Linked DNA regions of Cricetulus griseus: region 2 is linked to region 1. Evidence: chromatin contacts called from public Micro-C data. All regions are on one chromosome and are shown on one strand. The core of a region is the stretch at or near the end of the contact, and the rest is flanking DNA. Distances in the headings are between cores, read along the strand shown.

Evidence for each region. A called contact is a pair of places that touch in the nucleus more often than the background predicts.
Region 2: a Micro-C map of the CHO-K1 cell line shows a contact between it and region 1, with 1.5 times the contacts expected there. The contact joins the promoter of Slc9a1 here to the enhancer-like site in region 1. A contact is called at or near these places in 4 of 8 Hi-C or Micro-C datasets (the CHK-Q cell line, the CHO-K1 cell line, fibroblasts and 1 more).

The regions. Positions count from the first base shown.
Region 1 is chr2:19,865,701-19,869,435 of CriGri-PICRH-1.0, reverse strand. The region is part of intron 1 of Slc9a1 (solute carrier family 9 member A1); the gene reads left to right. Among named protein-coding and RNA genes, the nearest start is that of Slc9a1, 40 kb to the left of the region's middle. Within about 2 kb of position 1,780, at least 2 of the 6 cell types and tissues checked have open chromatin away from gene starts, as enhancers often do. A contact at or near this core is called in the CHO-K1 cell line and fibroblasts, where this site is marked.
Region 2 is chr2:19,905,519-19,909,253 of CriGri-PICRH-1.0, reverse strand. It overlaps Slc9a1 (solute carrier family 9 member A1), which reads left to right and starts at 2,023. Exons shown (of 14, transcript NM_001246753.1): 1 at 2,023-2,386. The coding sequence starts at 2,023.

The DNA of each region.
Region 1 (3,735 bases), core at 531-3,030:
ACCTCAAGTCGGTAGGGTTACAGGAATACACACACTTCCATACCAGGCTCATTGCTTGGCACTCTTTAGCTTTATTATCTCCTATCCCATCCACTTCTACCCACTGCCATGCTATAGGTGAGCAAGCTGAGGATGGGAGCCATAAAAAAGTAACTTGGCGAGCCGGGCGTTGGTGGCGCATGCCTTTAATCCCAGCACTGGAGAGGCAGAGGCAGGTGGATCTGTGTGAGTTCGAGACCAGCCTGGTCTACAAGAGCTAGTTCCAGGACAGTCTCCAAAGCCACAGAGAAACCCTGTCTCAAAAAACCAAAAAAAACAAAAAAAAAAAAAAAAAAAAAAAAAAAAAAAAAAAGGAACTTGGCAAGGCCACTCTGCTAGTCAGTTACTGTACCCTGATTGGGACCCAGTTTTTGCTAGCTGTGGGAACACAGCATGGGTAGGCGGTGGCACACAGTCTTGTCTCCTGCATGTGTGTCTGGGAACCTGCTGAGGCAGTGGCTGAATCTGAGCTACTTTTGCTTCTTGGGTCCCACCAATGAGGTCATGGTGAGAAACCATCTCTGAGTAACTGCTACCTATTATCCCAAGAGCTGGCAGCAAAGAGCCTTCCGGCTGGTTCACTGCATAGTTCCTGAGAGGATGCCTTCAAAGGCAGGTGATCTTCAAGAGGCTGTGAGAGGAACTGTGCAAGGACTTCCCTGGGGAAGAAGGGCTCATGGAAAAAAAAATGGCTGCCTCTGGTCTTCAGGGAACTGCTCTTGGCTGCTTTGGTCCTGGGTGGGTCCTCTGGGAAACCAGCTAGGAATGAAGCATGGATGACTAAGAACAGACTCTGGGGCCTAGATTGTGCACCTAGTTATTGGCTTTCTGAATTTAAGCCAGGTTGCTTAATTAACCTTTCTATGCCTCAGTCTCCTCATCTAAAATTGGGTCTTCTCAAAGCCATGGTAAGGAGCAGACGAGATCAAAATCGTTAGTACACACTGCGGTAGACTCAAGTCACAGTAACTCCCAGGTGAGGCTGCACCTCCCATTGCTGTGCCTGAGAATGGCTGCTGGGATAGCCGAAGAGGACTTAAAGAAATGGAGTCACTGTACAATGAAGAGAGAAATCCCTTGGGCACTGGCGGAACTGTAGCCCCAGTGCGGCCTTCAGGCCTGGAAGTAGGGTGGCAGGCGGACCATTGGTGGGCCTCAGAGACCCCTCTTCCCAGCTTTCCCCTGTGACTTCTGAAGCCAGGGAAGCCTGTGACAAGCAGAACCAGAAACACGCGGTCACCCTAGCAACCGTGGGTAACATGGGACAGCCTGGCCTGCTTTACTGTGCCCACCCAAGCAGATGGGGACAGCCTGAGGAATGTGAATAAAATGTTTTCGCGGTGCCTTGAGAATCCTGTCAATCCAAAATCTAATGCCGTTTCCGTCAGTATGCATTTGTGTGCACGCATGTTCAACGGGAAGGAATGAACACCTCTCCCACAGCCACTTCTCACGGGGAAGGCACACTAGAGCTGCATTCAAGAGTTTGTGCAAGTCTGGGGATGTGGAATTCCACACCTTGCCTCACAGCTCTGTGTGGACAGGATGCCTGGAGGGGTGCTGTGGGGCTTAAGGGGATCACTGGCTTTGCAGCACACAGCTCTTGTGGAACCGGTTCTGTGGCCATGACAGGTCACTTGGTCTCTCCGACTGACCATAAGATGGAGAATTAAATGCTGTCTGAGGTCCATTCTAGCTCCCTTGTCTCTAGATCTGGTTCTAACTATGTCTGCCCTACCCAGATTCCATCACAGCTAAGTCACCACTGCCACAGTTGGAGCCCCGAGGAGCCCTATTTCTTGGACTCTGGCCTCACACCGGGAGCCCAGCTGTTGCTCTTGCCCCTTTCACTACAGGTGCCAGCCAGTTCCCTGTGTTTTGGGACTCTTGGGGGATACAGGGTGGGAACAATTGGAATCATGGCCTTGGGAGAGGAACAAGTTAGGACAGACCACAGGCAGGCATGCTCCTTTCCCCAGAGTCTCCTCCTCCTGACAGACACTGCCCCTCCCTCTCTCAAGCACTTTCCAGTAATGGCCGCCCACTGCCGGCAAGAAGCCAAGAGTGAAGAGATCTAGCCCTTTCCTGTAGCCTGGGCTCAGCCTAAAGGCTCCTCAGGGCTGAAGCCCCACTGCAGAATACTAGGAAGAAAGACCAAACAGAAGACTGGGGGGTGGGGTGGGATGGGAGGGGAAGGACGCCAGGGACATGACTGCAGCCCAGGTATCCTGGGAGCTGTCTTCAGTAGAAGAAAGCATATTGTCTCCTGGCCAAGAGACCCCAAACCCACGCCTGAGTGGCCTGCCAGGGCACATCTTGCCTCTCAGAGCACCAGCTATTCATCTGTAGGAGCACCAGCTGTTCACCTGCCACAGAGGACTCTTCCAGAAAATCATAGTCATCCCCATGAGCTCCTCACAAAGGTCTGCAGGGCCCAGCAGAGCCAGCTCAGGAAAATACTGATACTCAGCAAGTGACTGAGAGCTCTTTACCCCAGGTTCAGAATCCTTCCTTGCAGGCTTGCCCTCTGCAGCGTAGCTGCACTACCTGACTGTTAGGACTGAGTGAGGTGGCCTGTGCTTCCAGCACAGTGCTGGCTCGTGGGGCACCTTCAGAACAGCAAGCATCCTCCGTGGTACTGCCCCTAGCTTGCTCCACTCACACACCCTGTCCAGGCAGGAGCTGTGGCCAGCTCATCTGTGGGCACCAGCTCTGTGGATTGGCCTGACGAACACAGGAGGCTTTTTCCCAGCCTTGCTGCTAGGTGGAGGTGGAAGCTGTCTTCTGCTTTCTGTGTGCTGTCTCTTTAAATTCTGTCTTCTCCTAAGGCAACTGTTGTTGTTGACTCTAGCTGACTGGAGCTGGACTCTTTTTGTGTGTGTGGGTGGTACTTTTTAAAGGATTTATTTGTGTGTGTGTGTATGTGTGCTCACATGTGTGCCATACCCTGCCTGTGGGGATCAGAAAATAACCTATAAGAGTTGGTTCTCTCCATTGTGTGGCACCCAGGGATCAAACTTGGCTCATCAGGCTTGGCAGCAAGCACCTTTACCCACTGAGCCGTTTCACCAGTCCCTAGAGCTGCATTCTTGACCTTGGAAACTGCTTTCTGGCCCATTATAAGAATTCTACTCCCCTAAACTCAACTGACTCACCTTCCTAAATGACTAAATGCCCATTTAAAGAGAATTTTAAACTTTTAAACTCAGTTTTGGAGGGTACTGTTTTTTTGGGGTTTTTTTTGTTGTTGTTTTTAAAGATTTTTATTTATTTATTATGTATACAGTCTTCGGCCTGCATGCCAGCAGGGGGCACCAGATCTCATTCAAGGTGGTTGTGAGCCACCATGTGGTTGCTGGGAATTGAACTCAGGACCTCTGGAAGAACAGTTAGTGCTCTTAACCGTTGAGCCATCTCTCCAGCCCGAGGGTACTGTTTTTTGCTTTGTGTGTATGTGTTTACATTGTGTATGTGTGTATTTACATTGGGTGTGTGTATGTGTATATATGTGTTTACATTGTGATTGTGTGTGTGTGTGTGTGTGTGTGTGTGTGTGTGTGTGTGTGTGTAGGCCAGAGGTTAAGACAGTTGGGTGTCTTCTATAACTTTTTACCTTATATATTGAGAGAAGGTCTCTCACTTGAACCCAGAGCTGGTTGATTCAACTAGTCCAGCCAATCAGCTTGCTCTGGGTAG
Region 2 (3,735 bases), core at 774-3,273, 40 kb before region 1:
TGCTTGCACCATATAGACATAATTTCTTGAGCTTTCCGAATTCCAATCATGATCATTTTTCAAATTTCAGCTTCAGCTGTGTGTGGCGGTGCACAGTAATCCCACTTGAGAGGCAGAGGCAGGAGGATTGCCAGAAATTAGAAGCCAGGCTGGGCTACACAGCAAGACTCTCTCTCACAAAACAGAGAACATGCCATTTTTGGAAGCTGTGTTCTGCCTGCAGGTAATAAAAATCCTTCTTTATTCTTTAAACCAATCAAACAAATAGACAGACAGACCAAAACAATGCCCAGCTTCTTGCTTTTTTGTTGTTTCACTACCGTTATGGGTTGAATTGTGCCCTTTCAAAAGAAGTTGAGGTCTTCCCCCTGCCCATACTAAGTGCCTGTGAATGTGGCTGCCTTATTAAGGTAAGCCCCCCTCCCCCTTTTTTTTTCTTTTTGTCTCTTTGAGACAGGATCTTCCTATGTAGCCCAACCTGGTCTGGAACTCACTTTGTTACGCAAGCTGACCTGGAGTTGAAATTCCTCCTTCCTTAGTCTCCCAAGTGCTGGCAGTTATGGGTGGGACTCATTGCTCACGGCTTAGATGGACTTTTTAAGTTGATCAAGCTAAGGTAAAGTCATTAGGGCAGACTCCTAATTCAATTTGACCGGAGTCCTTATAAAAGGGAACATTTGGATCTAGAGACAGAGACAGGGAGGTTGGAGTTAGCTCCCCCAGTCAAGGGAAGCCAGCACACTGCCAGCAAAGCACCGGCCAGGAGATGGGATGCAGTAATAACAGAGCTGTGCTCACTCAGTCCTTAGCACAAACCTACCCTTGCGAACATTTCAGATTTCTAGCCCACATTTATTTATTTAGCTTATTTTGTGGCGCTGGGCATTGAAATCAAGGCTTTACAAATGCAGGCAAACACTCTGCCTCTGAACCACAGTCCCACCCCTCTCGTTCTAAACATTGCACATAGATGACTTCACTTAGCCATTATGCTGTCCGTTTTTTATAGCTACTTATCTCCACGTTACAGCTGAGAAAGCTGTGAAACAGAGAAGCTAAGTTACTTGCTCTAGAACATTCGTGTTAGACTGCACTTTTTTTTTTTTCCATCTGGGTCTCGGCTTCCTCTTCTTACGGGATACCTCCTTCTCTCGACGACAGGGGCCGCTGCACTGCGCGGGCGCTGACAGGTCTCTCTAGCTCTCTGCGCCGGCTGCTCGTTGGTGCCTATAAATGGCTGCGCTGTGCTCAGCTAGGCATCAGTCCGCTGCCGCGGGACCCGTGGCTGTGTCGGGGCTGGAGGTGGAGCCGGAGCTGGAGCTGATCGTGAAGGAGCTGTCGCTCGGCCAGGGTGCACTACAGCACTGCACCGGGGTCACAAGGAGGGGTGTGTTGCTGCTGGCTCACTGCGCGCCGGCTCCAGCCTGCTCCGAGTCGCCTTCCCGCCAGGCCGCCTGCTTGCCTCCGTCTTCCGCCTCCCTCCATTTCCCTGGAATCTCAACCCGGCGCGCCTGGACCCTGGCTCTCCTCTGGGTGGGGAAGCCCCAGCCCCTTTCCGGCTTTACTCCTTTCTGGCAGGCTGGCCTTCAAGCCTTCTTCTCTCTCCTTTTCCTGCAGTGGGTCTCACCCTTTTCGGTCCCTTCTACACAGGTTCCTTACCCCTTCCTTTTCGCCGAGTCCCAGCACCCCGGTGATTTTCCTTAGCCAAAGGTCCCATCCTTCTTTCCTCCTTTCCCTTGCTGGTGCCCTCTTTCTTTAGGACGCGGTCCCCGATTGCCTTCTCCCAGCCTGGAGTTCTAGATCTTTTGGGTTTCCTCCCAAGTTCCTACAAGGTACTTGCCCCCCTTTCCAGTTTGGACTTTAAGATTGTGAATCTCTAGAAAAGCAAAATACCTCTAAATCATGAACTTTTCCTAGAGACTGCCCCAGTCTCGTCCCACCCTGCAGACTGCTTACTCTCTATGTCCCAGGTCTTATACTCGCTTCCCTAAGGGCTGAGGCCTCACAGGCTGAGGGAGCAGCATGATGCTTCGGTGGTCTGGCATCTGGGGACTTTCTCCACCTCGGATCTTCCCCTCCTTGCTGGTGGTGGTTGCCTTGGTGGGACTGTTACCTGTTCTCAGGAGCCATGGCCTCCAGCCTAGCCCTACTGCCAACACCATCAGAGGGGCTGAACCACCACGGGAACGCTCAATTGGGGATGTCACCACTGCTCCATCAGAGCCTGTCCACCACCCAGATGACCGCAATTTGACCAATTTACACATTGAACATGGCGCTAAGACACTTCGAAAGGCCTTTCCAGTGCTGGACATTGACTACTTACATGTGCGCACACCCTTTGAGATCTCCCTCTGGATCCTGCTGGCCTGCCTCATGAAGATAGGTAAGTCTGAGGTGTGTGATGGTGTTGCTTCTGCCGCCACCACCAGATAGGTGAGCTTCTTTCTTGTCCCATTTGTTACCAGATGGGGCTGCTCAGGGTCTGAATGAACCACTTCTGTGACATAGGCCTCCTCTTCCTTTTTGTGTTTGGTCCTTAAACTCTGGCCTCTGTGATCTGAGACCTTCCAAGATTAGAGCTGGCCTTATGAAGGGGAAGGAAGGGACCAGGGGAGTGCACAGGACTTGAGAATGGGATGCCTCTGACACTAGGTAGTTTCAGTAACGCTTCCAAGGCTTGGCAGGTCTCCTATGGCTTGGATCAGATCTAGAGAGGAGTCGGGTGCTGAACTGTAAGACAGGAGGACCTTTTAGCAAGTGGCACTTTCTGTCCTGTCAACAGGAATCAGTGCAATTTATTACCTTCCTCGTGAGAGTGTTTCAGGACCTGGCCTGTCTCAGGATTTTGCATATAGTAGGGGACTGGTTACGGGAGACTTAGGAGTGTGGTAGAACATCACCAAAGTCTCATTTTCCTTCATCCCCAGGGTAGTATCTGTCCGTTTTGCCTGCCAAGGCTGATCAGATGCCCCTGAGTCAGGTTCCAGACCAGAAATGCCAACCGTTATCCAGTTCATAGGCATTTCCAAAGGCCGTTTTTGGGGTGGCAGGAAAGTGGAGGAAGATGAGATTTGCTTCAGGGTTGTACCCGACTGACCAGAGACATTGACTACTCATTGAAGGAGAAGAGATATAGACAAGAGCTAGGTCTAAAGAGATTTCAAAATACTCTTTTTGGAAGAAGGACATGGAAAAGGTGTTCCCTCCCCACGGGTTGGGCTCCCTGCCTAGCCTGAGCAACCTGTCCTGCTGGGTGATTGGTGTTCTCCAGAGACCGAATAGTCCAGAAGTCCCTGGAGGTAGTGTCCAGGGGGCTTTGCAAGCTGCCTTAAGTTTTTCAGTTCCCTTTAAGTTAACTGTGGAAGGTGCAAGGTACTGGGACTCTGCTCCCCTCTTTGCTTGAGATTTGGGTTTTGAGGAGGTAGAGACTGAGCAGGAAGCCTTGAAGCTCTCCCAAGGACATCATTGCCGATGGTTCCTGAAGCGTGCTGCAGGAACTGATGCCTCTGTTTTGACAGATCCAGGAGCTGGCTTCCCAGTACAGGGCTTTGGTGCTGAGGTGTTATGGTGGCTGCAGAGTTTGGCCATGGAGCTGGAACATCAGCACTTACATCCTGATGGCAGCCAGCTTCCTGGAAAAAATCAAGGACTGAGCAAGGGGAACCCTGTGTCCGGATTCTCACATAAATGCATAACCTTGAGCAGCTGAGCCTTTCCTGAAGGTCTTTGTTT